Regions from separate parts of the Mus musculus genome. Here all the other regions are linked to region 2. A link is a contact called in public promoter capture Hi-C data. All regions are on one chromosome and are shown on one strand. The core of a region is the stretch at or near the end of the contact, and the rest is flanking DNA. Distances in the headings are between cores, read along the strand shown. Region 1 holds the start of Chit1 (chitinase 1 (chitotriosidase)). Region 2 holds the start of Rabif (RAB interacting factor). Region 3 overlaps Ppp1r12b (protein phosphatase 1, regulatory subunit 12B). Region 4 overlaps Ppp1r12b (protein phosphatase 1, regulatory subunit 12B). Region 5 overlaps Chit1 (chitinase 1 (chitotriosidase)). Region 6 overlaps Lgr6 (leucine-rich repeat-containing G protein-coupled receptor 6).

The links. Promoter capture Hi-C pulls out the DNA fragments that hold promoters and counts their contacts.
Region 1: a promoter capture Hi-C map of erythroid cells shows a contact between it and region 2, with 26 times the contacts expected there. The contact joins the promoter of Chit1 here to the promoter of Rabif in region 2. A contact is called at or near these places in 4 of 39 promoter capture datasets (cranial neural crest, erythroid cells, neutrophils and 1 more) and 1 of 115 datasets of contacts at active chromatin or transcription factors (embryonic stem cells).
Region 3: a promoter capture Hi-C map of neural stem cells shows a contact between it and region 2. The contact joins the enhancer-like site here to the promoter of Rabif in region 2. A contact is called at or near these places in 15 of 39 promoter capture datasets (the 3T3-L1 cell line, 3T3-L1-derived adipocytes, the HPC-7 cell line and 10 more), 4 of 484 Hi-C or Micro-C datasets (the N1E-115 cell line, cerebellar granule neurons, gonadal supporting cells and 1 more) and 6 of 115 datasets of contacts at active chromatin or transcription factors (the NIH/3T3 cell line, bone marrow-derived macrophages, embryonic stem cells and 2 more).
Region 4: a contact with region 2 is called in a promoter capture Hi-C map of the HPC-7 cell line, with 2.4 times the contacts expected there. The contact joins the enhancer-like site here to the promoter of Rabif in region 2. A contact is called at or near these places in 5 of 39 promoter capture datasets (the HPC-7 cell line, hippocampal neurons, liver and 2 more) and 1 of 115 datasets of contacts at active chromatin or transcription factors (T-cell acute lymphoblastic leukemia).
Region 5: a promoter capture Hi-C map of hippocampal neurons shows a contact between it and region 2, with 2.9 times the contacts expected there. The contact joins the enhancer-like site here to the promoter of Rabif in region 2. A contact is called at or near these places in 7 of 39 promoter capture datasets (3T3-L1-derived adipocytes, the C10 cell line, embryonic stem cells and 4 more), 5 of 484 Hi-C or Micro-C datasets (the G1E-ER4 cell line and embryonic stem cells) and 3 of 115 datasets of contacts at active chromatin or transcription factors (embryonic stem cells and large pre-B cells).
Region 6: a contact with region 2 is called in a promoter capture Hi-C map of hippocampal neurons, with 2.1 times the contacts expected there. The contact joins the enhancer-like site here to the promoter of Rabif in region 2. A contact is called at or near these places in 2 of 39 promoter capture datasets (the HPC-7 cell line and hippocampal neurons), 2 of 115 datasets of contacts at active chromatin or transcription factors (extraembryonic endoderm stem cells and pro-B cells) and 1 of 9 other capture datasets (adipose tissue).

Annotation. Positions count from the first base shown.
Region 1 is chr1:134,109,846-134,112,545 of GRCm38.p6, forward strand. It overlaps Chit1 (chitinase 1 (chitotriosidase)), which reads left to right and starts at 1,397. Exons shown (of 12, transcript NM_001284525.1): 1 at 1,397-1,517. It also overlaps the pseudogene Gm8618.
Region 2 is chr1:134,493,371-134,496,070 of GRCm38.p6, forward strand. It overlaps Rabif (RAB interacting factor), which reads left to right and starts at 1,269. Exons shown (of 2, transcript NM_145510.2): 1 at 1,269-1,439. The coding sequence starts at 1,314.
Region 3 is chr1:134,857,247-134,859,946 of GRCm38.p6, forward strand. The region is part of intron 13 of Ppp1r12b (protein phosphatase 1, regulatory subunit 12B); the gene reads right to left. Among named protein-coding and RNA genes, the nearest start is that of Gm32670, 84 kb to the left of the region's middle. Within about 2 kb of position 1,300, at least 16 of the 459 cell types and tissues checked have an H3K27ac peak or open chromatin away from gene starts, as enhancers often do. A contact at or near this core is called in cerebellar granule neurons and neural stem cells, where this site is marked.
Region 4 is chr1:134,769,187-134,771,886 of GRCm38.p6, forward strand. The region is part of intron 23 of Ppp1r12b (protein phosphatase 1, regulatory subunit 12B); the gene reads right to left. Among named protein-coding and RNA genes, the nearest start is that of Gm32670, 3.7 kb to the right of the region's middle. Within about 2 kb of position 1,300, at least 10 of the 459 cell types and tissues checked have an H3K27ac peak or open chromatin away from gene starts, as enhancers often do. A contact at or near this core is called in the HPC-7 cell line, where this site is marked.
Region 5 is chr1:134,144,991-134,147,690 of GRCm38.p6, forward strand. It overlaps Chit1 (chitinase 1 (chitotriosidase)), which reads left to right. Exons shown (of 12, transcript NM_001284525.1): 6 at 262-427; 7 at 601-725; 8 at 1,572-1,695. Among named protein-coding and RNA genes, the nearest start is that of Chit1, 35 kb to the left of the region's middle. Within about 2 kb of position 1,346, at least 6 of the 459 cell types and tissues checked have an H3K27ac peak or open chromatin away from gene starts, as enhancers often do. A contact at or near this core is called in hippocampal neurons, where this site is marked.
Region 6 is chr1:134,986,402-134,989,101 of GRCm38.p6, forward strand. Lgr6 (leucine-rich repeat-containing G protein-coupled receptor 6) reads right to left here. Exons shown (of 18, transcript NM_001033409.3): 18 at 1-1,790. The coding sequence ends at 535. Among named protein-coding and RNA genes, the nearest start is that of Ube2t, 25 kb to the left of the region's middle. Within about 2 kb of position 1,365, at least 128 of the 459 cell types and tissues checked have an H3K27ac peak or open chromatin away from gene starts, as enhancers often do. A contact at or near this core is called in hippocampal neurons, where this site is marked.

The sequences.
Region 1 (2,700 bases), core at 147-2,646, 380 kb before region 2:
AAAAAGTTTCTAGCTGATTCTGGGAGTCTGGTGGGGTTAAAAGTAAGAGTATGACGATGGGAATGGTCATGGTGGCTCAAGAGAAGTCATCGCACATCCCAGACTATCTGGGTTTGGAAGAAGAGGGGCTGGGGGTGAGTGAGGGTGGGTGGGTGGGTGGAGGTGGGTGTTGTGTATGTATGTTCCAGACTCCACTACGTACTGTACGTACTGTGCTTCTGAGGCTCCAGTTAACAGTCTTCTCATGGTAAGATACATACATCTTCCAGTATTCCCCACCACACACACACACACACACACACACACACACACACACACACACAAAACCCTGGAGGACTACATTTCCCAGACTTCCATCCACTTAGGTATGGTCATGTGACTGGGTTTGTCCAATTAGCAGCAAATGAATGTATCAGGGCAGTTTCTTCTTTTTAGTTTGTTTCTTTGAGATTCACCACCCCCCACACACACGGTTGGCCATATGACTATGAAGTCAAGGACAAGTCTAAAACTACCTAGCTGCTCTGTGTGTGTGTGTGTGTGTGTGTGTGTGTGTGTGTGTGTGTGTGTGTGTTGGGGATTTGAGTCTGAGGGTTCTTATGCCCACACTCCCCTACCATAGTATGTGGGTTTGAGTCCCTCTGTGTTCCTCTGTACCTTCATCAGCTATTGCATGAGAAACATTACAGCCATCTCTGCTTAAGGATGGAAATCATTGTGCCATTGGGTGCTTCTCCTATTGAGCAAACAATAGTGTGTGCCTACTCACGCCTAGATGATGTCAGTCAGCTGCCCTGCCTGTCAGCTACCCTGCCTGGCCTCTTGCTGTAGTCAAGAGATATGGTAACCGTGAGCTGGATGGGGTGGCATACTCAGGACGTAGCAACATATGGCTTGTAGCAAGCTTTAAAAAAAAAATAGCAGCAGTTAGGGGCTGGAGAGTTAGCTCAGTGGTTACGGGCAATGTTTGTTCTTCCAGAGGATCTGGGTTCAATTCCCAGCGCCCACATGTCAGCTCACAATTGTCTGTAACTCCAGTTCCAGAGGATCTGACATCTTCAGACAGGCAGGCAGACCAAAAAACCAATGCTCACAAAATAAAAATAAATAAATTGGAAAAAAAAAAAAAGCTGGGTGGTGGTGGTGACACAGGCTTTTCTTTAATCCCAGCACTCAGGAAGCAGAGGTAGGCAGATCTCTGTGAGTTCAGGTCTTCAGCTAGAGTTTGAGAATAACCAAGGTTACACAGAGAACCCTTGTCTCATAAAAACAAAGCCAAACTGTGGTAGTGTGGATTGGCCCAGGGAGTGGCATTACTAGAAGGTGTGACCTTGTAGGAAGAAGTGAGTCACTGTAGTGGTGGCCTTTAAGATCCCCCTAGAGGCCGGAGGATGTCAGTTTCTCCTGACTGCAGTTGGAACAAGTTGTAGAGCTCTCGGCTCCTTCTCCAGCACCAAGTCGGCCTAGACAGTGCCATGCTTCTCACCATGATGATGATGGATTAAACCGCTGAAACTGTAAGCCAACCCCAACTAAATGCTTGCTTTTATAAGAGTTGCCTTGTCTCTTCATAGCAGTGGAAACCCTAACTAAGACAGAAGTTGGTACCAGAGACTGGGGTATTGCTATGATAGGCCTGACCATGCTTTTGTTTGGAGGGTGATATGAATGGTGCAGACCTTGCTCAAGGGGTTTCAGAGGAGAGGAATTTTAGTATGTTGCTTGGAGAACATTCTTATGAAGTTATGCTGAAGAACGTGGCTGCTTTTTGCCCTTGTCTGAAGAGTCTGCTTGAAGCTAAGGCGAAGGCAAAGAAAGAGAATCAGATTAATTGCATTGACAGAAGAAGTCTCAGAAAAGCCCAGCATAGACTTTGTCCTCTGGTTCGCTCCCATGAAGAGTGTTTTGATCAAGTGTAGCAAGCTTAGAAAGGAAAAATACAAAATGGGCATCGGGAAGTGCGATGTAGGTAAATCCTGTGTTTGAGGAGATAAACAGATTAAGGGAGTGGTGATTTTCAGCAAGCTACGCTTATTGCTTGTGTGTTTGCAGTTGAACAACAGATAGTTAACCTTGTTGAGACTGCTATTGACTATGGGGACTTTTGAAGTTGGACTAAATATATTTTGCATTCTGTTAATCTGGGTATGGCCTCCATAGACTCATATGTTTGAACAAGTTTATGGGGCTAGGGGGTAGAATGTGGTGGTTTGGATATGCTTGGTGCAAGGAATGGCACTCTTAGGAGAGGTAGAGGAAGTGTGTCACTGTGGGGGGTGAACTTTGAGACTCTCCCCCAAGTGACCTGAGGATGCCTTTCTTGACTGCAGTTGGAACAAGATGTAGAACTCTCAGGCCCTTCTCCATCACTATGTCTGCCCACATGCTGCCATGCTTCCTACCATGATGATAATGGATTAAACCTCTAAAACTGTAAGCCAGCCCCAGTTAAATGTTTGCCTTTATAAGAGTTGCCTTGGTCATGGTGTCTCCTCACAGCAACGGAAACCCCAACTAAGACACAAACAAACAAACTAGTAGACCTGTGCCCTAAAATGACAATTAAAATAAATCATAACCGATGTGGCCAGAGCTTTCACTTGTCCACCTAATAGACAATGCCCAGACAGCTATCATCACAGAGTCTCAGGGGGCTGGTGGGTTTAGAATTGAGTGTCACATGCAGGAATCAAGGACTTT
Region 2 (2,700 bases), core at 19-2,518:
TTGTTTTTGTTTTTTTCAAGACAGGGTTTCTCTGTGTAGCCCTGGCTGTCCTGGAACTAACTCTGTAGACCAGGCTGGCCTCGAACTCAGAAATTTGCCTGCCTCTGCCTCCCAAGTGCTGGGATTAAAGGCTGTGCCACCATTGCCCAGCTTTAAATTTGATCCTTTTCTAGTGTACCCTGTGTCTAAAATCTTTCATTCCTGACAACCAAATGGTTAATTAAAATGATACCTACGGGGCCTGGAGAGATGAGTCATGGTTGAGTGCCAGCTGATGACTGTTCTTTCAGAGGATCTGGGCTGGGTTCCTGGCACCCATGTGGAAGGTTACAACAGTCAGTAACTCCAGTTCCAGACATCTTGTGCCCTCTTCTGGTCTCCACAGGCGCAAACACAATGCACTTACATGTAAGCCAAACACTTATAAAAAATATCTTTAAATAAATAAGTGGGTGTGCAGTGGTTGTGCATGCCTTTAATCCCAGCTAAGGTGGCCAGATCTGTCTGAGAACAACCAGGGCTACACAGAGCAACCCTGCCTTGAAAAACAAATACAGAGATAAAAGACCCAACATCCTAGACAGCTGTTTCCTAATCCATTTCTGAAATTGTTCTATTATATTTGAGTCTATGACCTTCTCAGGTTACTATTCTCACATACACAATGTCCATCATCATGTAATGTGGGACTAACAGGGGAGCAAGACTGCATTCTAGAACAGTAAGGTGGCTTAATTCCCTCGTTCTGATGTCCTATACACATTGCAAACCTTAGCCTTCTTCCTGTATTATGCCCGAGGGCATACCCTCTAAGGAAATGACGTTTTCAAAATTACTATAAGCAACGCTTTGCTACCTAATAAATGGCCACTATTAGTCTAGGCTTAATATTATCACACTTTTCGCAACACTAAATGTACTAAGCATTATACATACTTCTTACATAGAAAGCAATTGTTTTGTATCTAAATCTTGCTGAGGTGTGACCTGACCCGAATTATCGCCATCTACTCATGAGGCAAGGGAAATATCCCAAGAGTTAGTGGTAAGGCTAGCCATAGTGATTTGCTTAGGCCAATATTAAGGGCGCCTGGGAGACCAGGTATAGTGAAAAAGGATTGTCACAAGTAACTCCTGACACTTCCGTCCGGCAATAGAGAAAGGCGCCTGCGCAATAGAGTTCAGACGCCTGCGCAGAGGTACAGCGAGAGGCACGGGCGGGGCGCCCCCAGGGACCTGCGCCAGCGTAGTTCCGGGTGAGCCAGCTCAGATCGCGCGTGCGCCGTTGTGGCTGATGGTGTGGCGGCACGGCGATGGAACCCTGCGAGCTGCAGAACGAGCTCGTGTCAGCCGAGGGCCGGAACCGGAAGGCGGTGCTGTGCCAGCGTTGTGGCTCTCGGGTGCTGCAGCCAGGGACTGCTCTTTTCTCTCGCCGGCAGGTAGGAAAGTGCTTGATGCTGCTTAGAGTCGCGCTGTCCTGAGCGACCCAGCGGCTCCGGGTTGCTCCTGGTTCCCAGGTTTCCGGAGACCGCGCCCTTCCTTGCGCGTCTTTGCCCCTCCCCGCGTCGTGAGGCCCCGCCCACTGGCTTGGTTGGGGACTGGGACCCTCGTGTCGAGGCACAGTTGCCTGGTCCCCTAAACTGTTCTCTCTCGCAGAGTACTCCCTCAGAGGGTGTGCCTGTCCTAGGCGGCCCACCCGCCCCCAGGCTTTGGGTATCCTGCGCGAGCTAAGGGACGAACCCTAGCCCCCTGTTTCCTGGAGCTCTGGCTAACCTGCTGTACCCCGCAGGTGTATCTCCAGCCACCACTCGGTGTCGCCCCAGGGCACCTAAGAATCACTGGATTTCCTTCCCACCATAGCTTTTATCCATCTTTCAGTCCCTACTTGTCTCATTTGCTTCTCCCCAGAGGAGCTCCAGGATCAAGTTTGGTGGAGAGAATTCACACCGAGTGACTGCTAGTACCCAACTTTTCTAAGTCCCCCGAGATACAATTCCCAGGACGAGGCATTTCGAATAGATTTCGAAGGTTAACCATTCTTTTCTTGCAGTTAGGACTTTTTCATGTAGGATTTTGTGTGTGTGTGTGTGTGTGTGTGTGTGTGAAAGGTTTATAAAGTTAAATTTTAATTAAAGTGAAAGAGAAAGCACACTCCTGATGATAAGAGGTAATCTGGAATCTGAATCCTAAGGGTCCCCCACCCCCGTGTGTGTGTGTGTGTGTGTGTGTGTGTGTGTGTGTGTGTGTGTGTGTGTATGTGTGTTTAAGTTGTTTGTTTGTTTGACAGGGTCTCCCTATGTAGCCTTGGCTGGCTTGGAACTTGCTCTGTAGACCCAGCTGGCCTCTAACTTAAGAGGTCCACCTGGACTCCCCACTGCTAGGGATTAAAGGTATGAGCCGCGTATGGTAGGGTTTTAAAATAAGTGTCTTAAACCACCATCACCCCAATGAGAAAACTGAAAGAAAAAAAAAGTTTCTGAGCCCTTTTTTTTAAGTGTAACATGCGATCCTATTGGATAGTACAAACTAAATTGCTTTCAGACCCTCATTATAAATGGTTTGTAAGAAGCCACTGTTCTTTCAAGTGGTGGAGAGTCACATACAGCAGTGTCTGCTGCAAGAGCGTGTTCTGATGGCCTTGTCTGTGGAGTGGGTGGAAGTCCGTTTTAATAAGAACTACTCGGACAGGTAGTAGAGTTC
Region 3 (2,700 bases), core at 50-2,549, 360 kb after region 2:
GTTTTCTAGTGCATATAAACAAAATGTTTAATATTTTTATAGTCAATTTTGCTGTAGCAGTGCCTAAAAATACAATGTATGCAACCTTAATTCAAAAATTATATTGTGCTGACAAGATGGCTTAATAGATACAAAGGCAGTTACCACTAAGCCTGGTGACACTAATTGATCCTTCCCTCCCTCCTCCTTCCTTCCTCCCTCCCTCCTCCCCTTCTTTCTTTCTTTTTCTTCTTTCTTTCTTTCTTTCTTTCTTTCTTTCTTTCTTTCTTTCTTTCTTTCTTTCTTTCTTTCTTTCTTTCTTTCTTCTTCTTCTTCTTTTTTTTTTTTTTTGTTTTGTTTTGCGTCAGGGTTTCTCTGTGTAGCTCTGGCTGTCCTGGAACTCACTCTGCAGACCAGGCTGACCTCAAACTCACAGAGATCCGCCTGCTTCTGCTTCCTGAGTGCTGGCATTAAAGGTGCGTGTCACCACTGCCTGGCCTTCCTTCTTTCTCTCGCTTATTAATTTTGGACTTCTTGAGATGGGTTTGAGACAGACCCAAGCTGGCCTCAAGGTTGTGCTAATCCTCCTGCCTCAAGCATTCTCAGTGCTCTGTTGTACCTGGCTTTGACCTTTCCTTTCACAGAAAATTTCTGGGTAGCCTGGGATGTCAGCTGATGCTCTCTTCTCTTCTCTTCTCTTCTCTTCTCTTCTCTTCTCTTCTCTCCTTCTCCTCCTCCTCCTTCTTCTTCTTCATTTTTTTTTTTTTGGTTTTTTTGAGACAGGGTTTCCTGTGTATCCCTGGCTGTCCTGGAACTCACTTTGTAGACCAGGCTGGCCTCGAACTCAGAAATCCGTCTGCCTCTGCCTCTCCAGTGCTGGGATTAAAGGCGTGCACCACCACTGCCGGCTGCTATTTTATTTTCAATGTATATTTCACCTACTGTCATGTACACTTTGCTCTCTTCTTGCTCAAGATTCATACAAGGGAAAAAAGATTACATCAACAAAGAAAAAGTAGGTTCAACTCTGCTATAGACATTTAGACAAGGAAAACATTTTAGAGCAAAAATGGAGAGAAATAGGGAAACTATAAAACCTTTTCTTTAATTGGCAACTGTCATAGTTTTAGAGATAATTTTAAGTGTTTTTAAAAATGATGGCTTAATTATGTTTTAAAATTTCTAACATTCCAAAGATGATATCAAATTAATCTGCAGACAGCTTCACATTAGCTGGAATAACTACCTAGTTTAATAGACTCCAAAGGACTCAGGAAGGTTGGGATGAGGGTAGATGGATGACTCAGTCAGTATAGGTCACCCCTTGAGAAGCAAGCAGAGCTGAGTATAATGTGGGTTCTTCAGAGGGACAAGCAATTCTAGCCTTCTGTGGAAACAAACTATTTATAGCCATTTCTTGGATGGATGGAAGGAAGGACATCTGAAGGAAGAAAGTGATATAAAATTCAGGGCTGGTCAGAGGGAGGGAAAAGGGAGCAGGGATACAAAGAGGAGAAAAGGCAGGCAGAGACAGTCAGTCACTATCAGCTCTAATATTAGCCCGGGGAATTATTTATATTCTGTTGCTAAGGAAAACTTGGAGCTTTGGAAAATGAACTTGACCACTACATGATTGTGACAGCTGCTACTTAGCGTGGTGTCCCTGCAGAGCTATCTGCCAACTGCTGGCTACTTGCCATTTCTGTCCTGCAGTCTGCTAGTCAAATCATCTGGCCCTTCAGAGCCAGATGAGCCTGCTGGTTTCTATAGTCCCCATGTCAACCCAAAACATGGAGGGTAGCGATTAGTTCTATATTCTGGGCTACAAATCAAGACAGGCTGGCCCTGGAATCAAACTTTTACTTTTGAATGGGTATTATTTTAATTCAAAAGTTGAAATATTTCAATATAGAGGAAAAGAGGGCCTAGCCGATGATAAGTGAAGACTTTATACAATCTTATGACTTCAACTTACTTATGACTTTCATTAGAGTAAGGAACCTATTTCTCGTTCCTGTCCATCATGTAAAGAAAGGAAGTAGCAGCTGAACACACTACAGCTTTTTCAGGAAAGCAGACATTAGTAAACCCAAGACCATTTCTCCTTAAAATTAATAAATCATATTATGTATTTTGTTGTGAGATGTGAATTCAAGATCATGGCTGGCCATGGCAGCTCAGAACACACAGTTCTGAGAAGAGATGCCTCAGCTACTAAGTGAGACCTTGTCTTAAGAAAACAAAACCCAATTAACCAGGCTTGACATTCCAAATACTCTAGGGGATGGGGCATAGAGACCCTATGTTCTGCCAGAGCAACAGAGCAAGTTTAAGCCCCCGTTTCTCCAAAAAAAAAAAAAAAAAAAAGTTAACAAAGGGGCTAGGGAAAGAGGAGCACTCTCATATAGGCAAAGGGGAGGGTAGATATGGGATGGGGGGGGGGGTCGCGGGATGGGGGGGGGTGGAGGGGGTAACCGGGAAGTGGGATATCATTTGAGATGTAAACAAATGGAAAAGGAAAGAAAGAGAGTGCTTATCTAGCAGCAACAAGGACAGGCCCTAGGTTTAATCTCTAGTCATACTAGTCACACAGAGACACAGACATACAAATACACACAAATATACCTACACAGACATACACACAGACACACATACAGACACAGACATACACATACAGACACACAGACACACACACACATTCATACCTTACACATACACACA
Region 4 (2,700 bases), core at 50-2,549, 280 kb after region 2:
AAAAAAAAGCTGGGTGGTGGTGGCAAGCGCCTTTAATCCCAGCACTTGGGAGGCAGAGGCAGGAGGATTTCTGAGTTCCAGGTCAGCTTGGTCTACAAAGTGAGTTCCAGGACAGCCAGGGCTACACAGAGAAACCCTGTCTCGAAAAAAACCCCAAACCCAAAACCCAAACCCCCCCCCCCAAAAAAAAAAGAAAAGAGAAGAAAACCACAGCTTGATATGATAAGAACATAGAAAGAAACATGCAAACCTGTGTAACCCAAAGGATCAAGAACAACTAAGAATACCAAAGTGCTTCTGTACTTGCCAGTTTAGAATGACAACAGAAATAAGAGAGAACCCGAGGGTCCTCATTTTTCTTTTTTGTCCACTTTTGAGTCTTTGCATGGGGCTTACGTGAATGGCACAAAGGGCTATGGGCACAAAATGCCTCCCTATGGACTTCAGGGCACTCGTGTGTGTGTGTGTGTGTGTGTGTGTGTGTGTGTGTGTGTGTGAGAGAGAGAGAGAGAGAGAGAGAGAGAGAGAGAGAGAGAGAGAGAGAGAGAGAGAGCACTACAACCCCAGGTCCTTTCTTTCTGTTCACTGCATCTCCTCTCGCTTGGTTTTGAGACTGGGTCTCATGGATCCTATGCTGGCCTGGAACCTTCTGGGATTTCAGCTATGCATCACCACAGCTGGTTTATGTGGTCCTGAGGATCCAACCTAGGGCTAAGTGCATGTTAATTACACATTCTACCTACTAAGCTACATGCTTAGCCCTCTTTTTCTTTATTATTTTACTCATTTATTTTTTGAGGTTGCTTGTTTTCTCTTCCTCTCCCCCTCTTTCCTTCTTTCTTTCTTTGAGACAGGGTCTTTATGTAGACCAGGCTGGTCTTGAACTTACAGAGACTGTCTCTGCTCCCTAAGTGCTGGGATTACAGGTATATGCCATCATACTCAGACACAGGGTTTTACATATTTTTAATATATATTTAACATTAAGTCAGATATTTAATATATATTTTAATATATATTTAAAAGATGCACTTAAGCATTAACTTGTGTGTATGAGTACTCTGCCTGCATATATGCATATGCACAAAGTACGTGTTCGGTGCCCACAGAGGTTAGAAGTCTCCCTGGAACTGCAGTTGCAGATTATTATAAAACATCATGTGGGTGCGGGGAACTGAACCCAGGTCCTCTGCATAAATAAGTGCTCTTAACTATGGAGTTAGCTCTCTAGCCATCCTGACACAGGTAGTACAGACAGCAGCCTAACCGCAGTGTACGAGGGCACAGTTGAGGGTTTCAGATGGGAAGCCCTCACGCACATAGAACTGTATGTGCTGAGTCACGAAGAACTGCTTGGCAATACTAGCATACTACACTAAGAGGAAGAAAGTACTACTGTAAGTGAGGTGGGTTTGGAAAATCCAGAAGGTGAAAAAATGCAATGTATTTGTGAGGGTAGTGTTCTGTCTGCTCAAGAGAATCAAACACTATTTCTACTTCCTGGTATTTTTGAGTCAACCTGGGAAATGGAAAGTGTCTGAAGGATAACTAGTTAGTGCTTCAGATTCTACGTGACCATTACTAGTCACACTGTGGGCTGGTGACCTGGAAGTGAGGGTCAGGCTTGGCATTTCCCCTTCACTACAACTATGGGGGGTAACAGGACTGTGAGGACGGGCTCTGAAAACTTTGTGTGTGGGGAGGTATCCACAAATAACATCTTTCTAGGCATTAAAACACCAGCTGTCTCCTGGAAAGCAATCCACTTGCACACCAGAGACCTTACTCACAGGAGGACATTTGGGGATTTGTCTGACACTGCTCCAGGGTTTCTGCCTCCTAGCTACAGAAATCTACATCTGACTTGGCATTACTTATCCACTAAAGTAACATTCTTGAAGAACGGAAGAAGCTGAGCAAGCTGACAATGGCTGTGTAGCACAACGCACTTCAGGGATGAGCTGCTCCAGTATCTTAGATGGATGGTTCCCCTTGCTTAGCAGCCCCATGGTCCGTCCGTCCGTCCGTCCTTCCTTCCTTCCTTCCTTCCTTCCTTCCTTCCTTCCTTCCTTCCTTCCTTCCTTCCTTCCTTCCTCCCTCCCTCCCTCCCTCCCTCCCTCCCTCCCTCCCTTCCTTCCTTCCTTCCTTCCTATAGCAATGGACCAGTTCTCAAAATTGGCAACAATCCATTCAAGAAGAGGGAGGCAGTCAGCCCTCAAGTAGGTCATGTGGAGGTCACTTGGAGGTATGCGTTTGCTCTAGTGGGTGAAAGCCAAGAACTCTGGGATACTGCAGAGGAAATGGCCTAGGACAGGAAATCAATATGCAAACACATTTTCATACTGCTGTAGAATGACTCAGCTGTACTTCTCCTGCAAGAGCTGTTTGGCGAGAAAAGCCTGTAGCCATGCCCAGGCTACATGGAGCTCCCTTAGCGGGGACTCTGCAGAACGGGGAGAACTTGTTCTAGCTTTCACCTCGTCTCCCCAGGGGGAAGTCGCTGCTTTTAAAACCTTGGAAGTTCAGCTTGAGGTTTTTGTCTCCAGCCTGCTGAAAGTATTGGGAAAGTCCCCATATCCCAATCAGTTGCTCCTACAAGAGCTCTGAGATGGCCACAGCGGACGCAGCATGAACTGAGATAGCCCAAGAGATGGCTGAGGAGAGGTGCTCCCTTCCTCACTCCAGCATCTCTTCCTGAGG
Region 5 (2,700 bases), core at 96-2,595, 350 kb before region 2:
ACAACGAGACAGTCAGGGACTGCAGGGGGATTGGAGCAGCCCCAGTGACAGTGACATTAGGGTTAGAAAGCACTTCTGTTGTTCCTTTTCTTAACCAGGCCCTTAACCTGTCAGCAAGTACCCCAGCAGCCCCCAGGAACCCTAGAACCCTTTCTTGTCTAAACATGTGATTGGGACCCCGAGAACTCTCCTATTCACCCTTGAGCAAGACAGTGACCTGTCTAGCCCCAGTCAGGCCACACCCCTTCCATCATTCCACAGGTTCACAGACATGGTGGCCACCGCCAGCAACCGGCAGACCTTTGTGAAGTCAGCCCTAAGTTTCCTGCGCACTCAAGGTTTTGATGGCCTTGACCTTGACTGGGAGTTCCCAGGTGGACGTGGGAGCCCCACAGTAGACAAAGAGAGATTCACAGCCCTGATACAGGTATGGCTGGGAGGGACTAGGGTCATTCAGTCTGCCGAGTGACTCAGGGTGGTGGTCCTACCCCAGTGCCAGCAGCTTCAGACTGCAGAATGTGAACACCTATCAGGGAGTGGGTAATAGCATAGAGGGTCCTGCTAGCTCCTGCCTCTACCTTCATGCTGTTCTTCCCACAGGACTTGGCCAAAGCCTTCCAGGAGGAAGCCCAGTCCTCAGGGAAGGAACGCCTCCTTCTGACTGCAGCTGTACCGAGTGATCGAGGCCTGGTGGATGCTGGCTACGAGGTGGACAAGATTGCCCAGTGAGTCTCATGAATCCCTATGTTCTCCAAGGCTGGAGCAGCCCAGGGTGGTTGAGCATTCCAGAAACAAAGCAGATCTCTGCTTGCAAGGCATGACTTCCAGTTGTTATCACGCAACTGAGAAGTCACTGCTTTCTGTGTTGGCTACACTGCACTATTTCAGATCCTTTCTGTGGGTGTGTGGGGATGGTTAGGTGGTCTTTGTTCTTCCCTTCCTCTGGTACTCACAAGGTTCAAGAAAGAACACACTTGGGGCAGGAGGAGGGAGATCACAACCCTTAAGCATCTCCAAGAATATGGGAGGTCACATGCTAGCTCCTCGGTGGGGTGTGTGGAGCTGCAGCCCCTATGACACTTGAGAGATGGTACACCGGTGCATGCATTTATTCCCAGCATTCAGGAGGTGAGGGCAGGCAAGTCCCTGTGAGTCTGAAACCAGCCTGCTCTTCACTGATTTCCAGGCCAGCTACATAGAGAGAGATGCTGTGAGTGTGAGTGAGTGTGTGTGTGTGTGTGTGTGTGTGTGTGTGTGTGTGTGTGTGTGAAAGCTTGTTAGAAATGCAGCCTGCTGAGTGAACGCCTACATTTTAGTGAGATTCTCAGGGGACTTATGAAATGTTAACGCTTTGGAAGCACTGAGCTAGATTGCTTCCAAAATGGCAAAATCGAACCAGCTCTCTCGCACAGAACAGAAAACACCTGAGGGTGCTGACGTGGGCGGTGGGGGGCAGGACATCGAAGACAATGTCCAACACCACAGTGGGAATGGGAATGGTCTGAGGGTGAGGGATAGAGAATGTCCTTATCTCTCCTTCTTGTTCCCACCCCTTCCCATGTCTCCTGCAGGAGCTTGGATTTCATCAACCTTATGGCCTACGACTTCCACAGCTCCTTGGAAAAGACCACAGGGCATAACAGCCCCCTCTACAAAAGGCAAGGAGAAAGTGGGGCAGCCGCTGAGCAAAACGTGGTGAGTGGTTGGTGGGATGAGGCGGGGGTCTTCTGTCCAGCAGGACCTGGGTAGTGGCCTCGTTTGAACCCCAGTTCCCTAATGGAAAACAAAACCAGGAAAACCAAGGACGACACCAAGGACCAGGCTTTTCCTGTTGTCTTGTTTGCTGGCTTTATTCTGTCCCATGCCATTTCTGAGGGGAAGGTGTCACTTCTCTGCAGGATCTTAGCTGACAACAGAGCAAGTCACTTTAATGACATCAGACACACAAGGGACTGATGTGGAAGCTTCCTTGGAACTTGACTCTACAGCCAGTATGACCCCCACATGTTTCACATCCATCCTTGCCCAAGGTTGATAACACTGCAAGGGACATCACTTGAGGAGGAACAACCAGGCCCTGGAAGGGCAGACTGGTCTTAAACTGGAGCTGGGATTTCCTGCCCAACTCTTTCTCTCTGAGAAGTCTGGATAGCTTATATATGCCCAGACTATAGTCACAGGTCAAGAATAACGATTCTTTCTTAAGAAAGAATCATTCTTAAGAAAGAAACGATTCATTTCTCTTTCTTAAGACAGCCACCATGGCACTCCCTAAATTTGGAATGCCTTTTGCTTTTGGTGTCCTGTATCTGAGAGGGCAGGAATAGGACATTTTTATCTCTCTGGCACTTTCACAAAGTTAATACTGTGGGTTAGAGGGCCACATCAGGCCTGACTGTGTACCTCATCTGGAAAACAGAATGGGTTTTGAAGGAAGCTAAACAGCTCAGTTCAGTGGAGGACACAAAGACACAAAGCTGATTGCTGTTTGGGGCTGAGCCCATCAGCCGGGTATTCTCTGGGCTGGAAAAGGAAGGGTTTTGCCTTTGACCACATGTCTTCTACTTGCCAATTGTGTGTCTGAGAACTGCTTCTGGCCAGTCTCCCCTATCTAAACATACATAAGATGTGTCATTCAGGGACCCTAGTTTTTCTCTCAGAAATTTGGGGTTTGATCATGGGTAATCTATTCAGACTAAC
Region 6 (2,700 bases), core at 115-2,614, 490 kb after region 2:
CTAATTCTCAGGACCTTTTAGACACTAACATGACCCCATGACTCTAAGAAAGGGACATAATATGCAATGTCTTCCAAAGTGTATTTTAACAGGAAGCACTTTGGCACAGCATAGGTCAAGATTAATGGAACACAAAACACATTTTATATTCTATATGTCACAGGGGAGACTCTCCAATGTCTTTGGTAGTTGTCTTCCAGTGTCATGCTCTGTGAGACCTCCCCATCACTCTGCACTTACTGATCATGGCTCTGTCAGGGCCCCATAACCTTCACTGTCTTTTGCTTTTCTCCTTTCTCCTATGCAAATTTCCCAGGCCTCTGTCAGAAGTATTGGATTGGACAGAGAAGGCCCAGGGTGAAAGTGAAGCTGAAGGCCAAGACAAAGCAAGACTTGGAAGCACTCATTGGTTAGGGGTCGTGGAGAGAGAACAATGGAGTCAGAGGTGTTGGCCATCTTGCTATGGAGTTGGAGTTGTCTTTCTTTTATAAGCAGCCATCATTGGACGGGAAGAGGACAAACAGAGAGGGATATTTACAAGTGAGAGGCAAAGAGAGAGCCAGAGGGCCAGAGGGCTCCACCCACGGAAGAGCCACAGCCTGCCAAAGTGGCTCCCTCTGCCTTCAGCAGCAGTTCTCCCTTCATGGGAGGTTGTGGGTTCCCAAACTTGGTTCCATCAGACTCTACAAAATGGTTTCCCTCCAGCCTGGTAGCCCCCGGCTGATGTCGGGAGATGAGGGTCACTGAAGGGAAGCCATAGGTCTCTAGCCCAGGAGGCTGCCCAGCCTCAGAAGCTTCCAGAATAAGATCCACATCTGAGAAAGCCACCAGCGCTTGGGTGGAGTCGCAGGAGCTCTTCTCCAGCTCACCGGCTGCAGCGTAGGCTAGGGGCCCTGGGGACCGAGGGCTTGGCCAGAGCCGCCGAAGGTCATCCCGGAAGTGAGGGTTGAAGAGCAGGTAGAGCAGTGGGTTGAGGCAGGCAGGCAGAGGCAGCACCACCAGAAGGACTGACTTGACAGCCTCGGGGGTGACAGGGAAGAGGCCCAGCATAGAGGCAAAGCTGAGGAAGGCCACGGGGCAGTAGAGGAGGCCATCTGCAAAGATGAGCCAGGCCACGTGGCGCACCATGGCGCAGTCCCACACGGCCTCAAAGTCACCCCGTGGCAGGTCACAGTAGAGCTTGATGTAGGCGCCGGCCACCACCAGGAAGCAGAGCGAGTTCATCATCACCAGGGCTACAGCGAAGCCCAGGGCAGCCGGCCGGCCCTCGGGTGGGGCGTAGGGCAGGCAGAGTGGGGAGGCGCCATACTCTCCCACCGAGGCCAGCGGCAGTGCTGCGGCCAGCCCGGCCAGCGCCAGGCATCCCAGTGCGCCTGCGCGGACGCTGCCAGGCGACGGCGCCTTCCCGTAGGCTCGGACGCAGGTCACGGAGATGCTGCACTGCACGGCCGCCAGTGTGAGCAGCAGCACCGACGCCTCTGAACCCAGGACAGCCAGGAAGCCCGTAGCCTGGCAGCCCAGACCGCTCTCCCAGCGGGCTCCATACTCAGCGAACTGACCATAGGTCAAGGCGTCCACCGAGGCCAGGAGACCACAGGAAATGCCCGACAGGGCGTTGGCGCCTGCCATCGCACCCACCACAAGCTTGACGGGGGACAGCGGGCTGGGTCCGCTGGCAAAGACTGTCAGCAGCACCAGCCCGTTACAGAGTACGGAGAGTAACACGATGGCCCACACAGCAAGGCGGATGCCCCAGCTCTCAAAGAGGTGCTCGCAGGGCTTGAAGGGGCCTGTGTGAGAGAGGAGCAGAGATAGATGTAAGCCCAGAGCCAGAGCTGCCAGAACCCAGCTCACTGGTAAAGCCATGATCAGACAACTCCTAACTCAAAGGAGACCAACAGGAGAGAATTTCTGTCTCAGAAATAGAGACTTGAAAACTCGAAAAAACAAAAACAAAACAAAAACCTCCCGAAAGGAAAAAAAAAAAAAAAAAACCTCCCGAAAATGGGGTGGGAGAACTAAGAGGAAGCTGGGAAGAAAAATACACAGAAATAGATGCGTGATGCAGTGCAAACCCAGACCCGAGGAAATGCTAAGAAATTTAGTCTTCCTAAAGGAACACGATTTGGAGAGATAGAAGGAACAAACTGTCCGACAGAAGCGAAGAGACGTTCAGGCGAGAGCAAAGGCAGAGTGAGGCGCTGTCCAGAGTCAACTACTTTATGGTGGTGACTCTGCCCAAGCCATCATTGACATTTCCACGGTTGGTCGAGAAGTCCTGAGTAGACTTATTAGGCTGGTTCTCCCTTGCTTTGAGTACACTTCATGTTTATCGTGCAATCAGTATTTGGAAGACAAAGGGCATAATCGAAATATAGAAAACTTTGCCAAGTATAGCAGTTCCCATCTATAATCTCAACACTTAGGGAGCTGAGGCAGGAGGGGATGTGTGTGAGGCTAGCCTGAGATGATAGTGAGACCCTAACTAAAAACAAAGAAAAAATACTTTGAACTTCTCAAATTTTCCAACTGGACCCCAGAGTAGATTGGTCAGATCCTGGCGTCTTTCCATCTCTTTCCCCAATGCTATTCTTAAGTCACCTTGTAACTTTTGGGCATAGTATTTCTTCATTTCCTTTGGCTCTAGACTTGTTTTTCAATGTATTGCTAGGTGGCTGGGGAATTTAACAGATTTCTGTG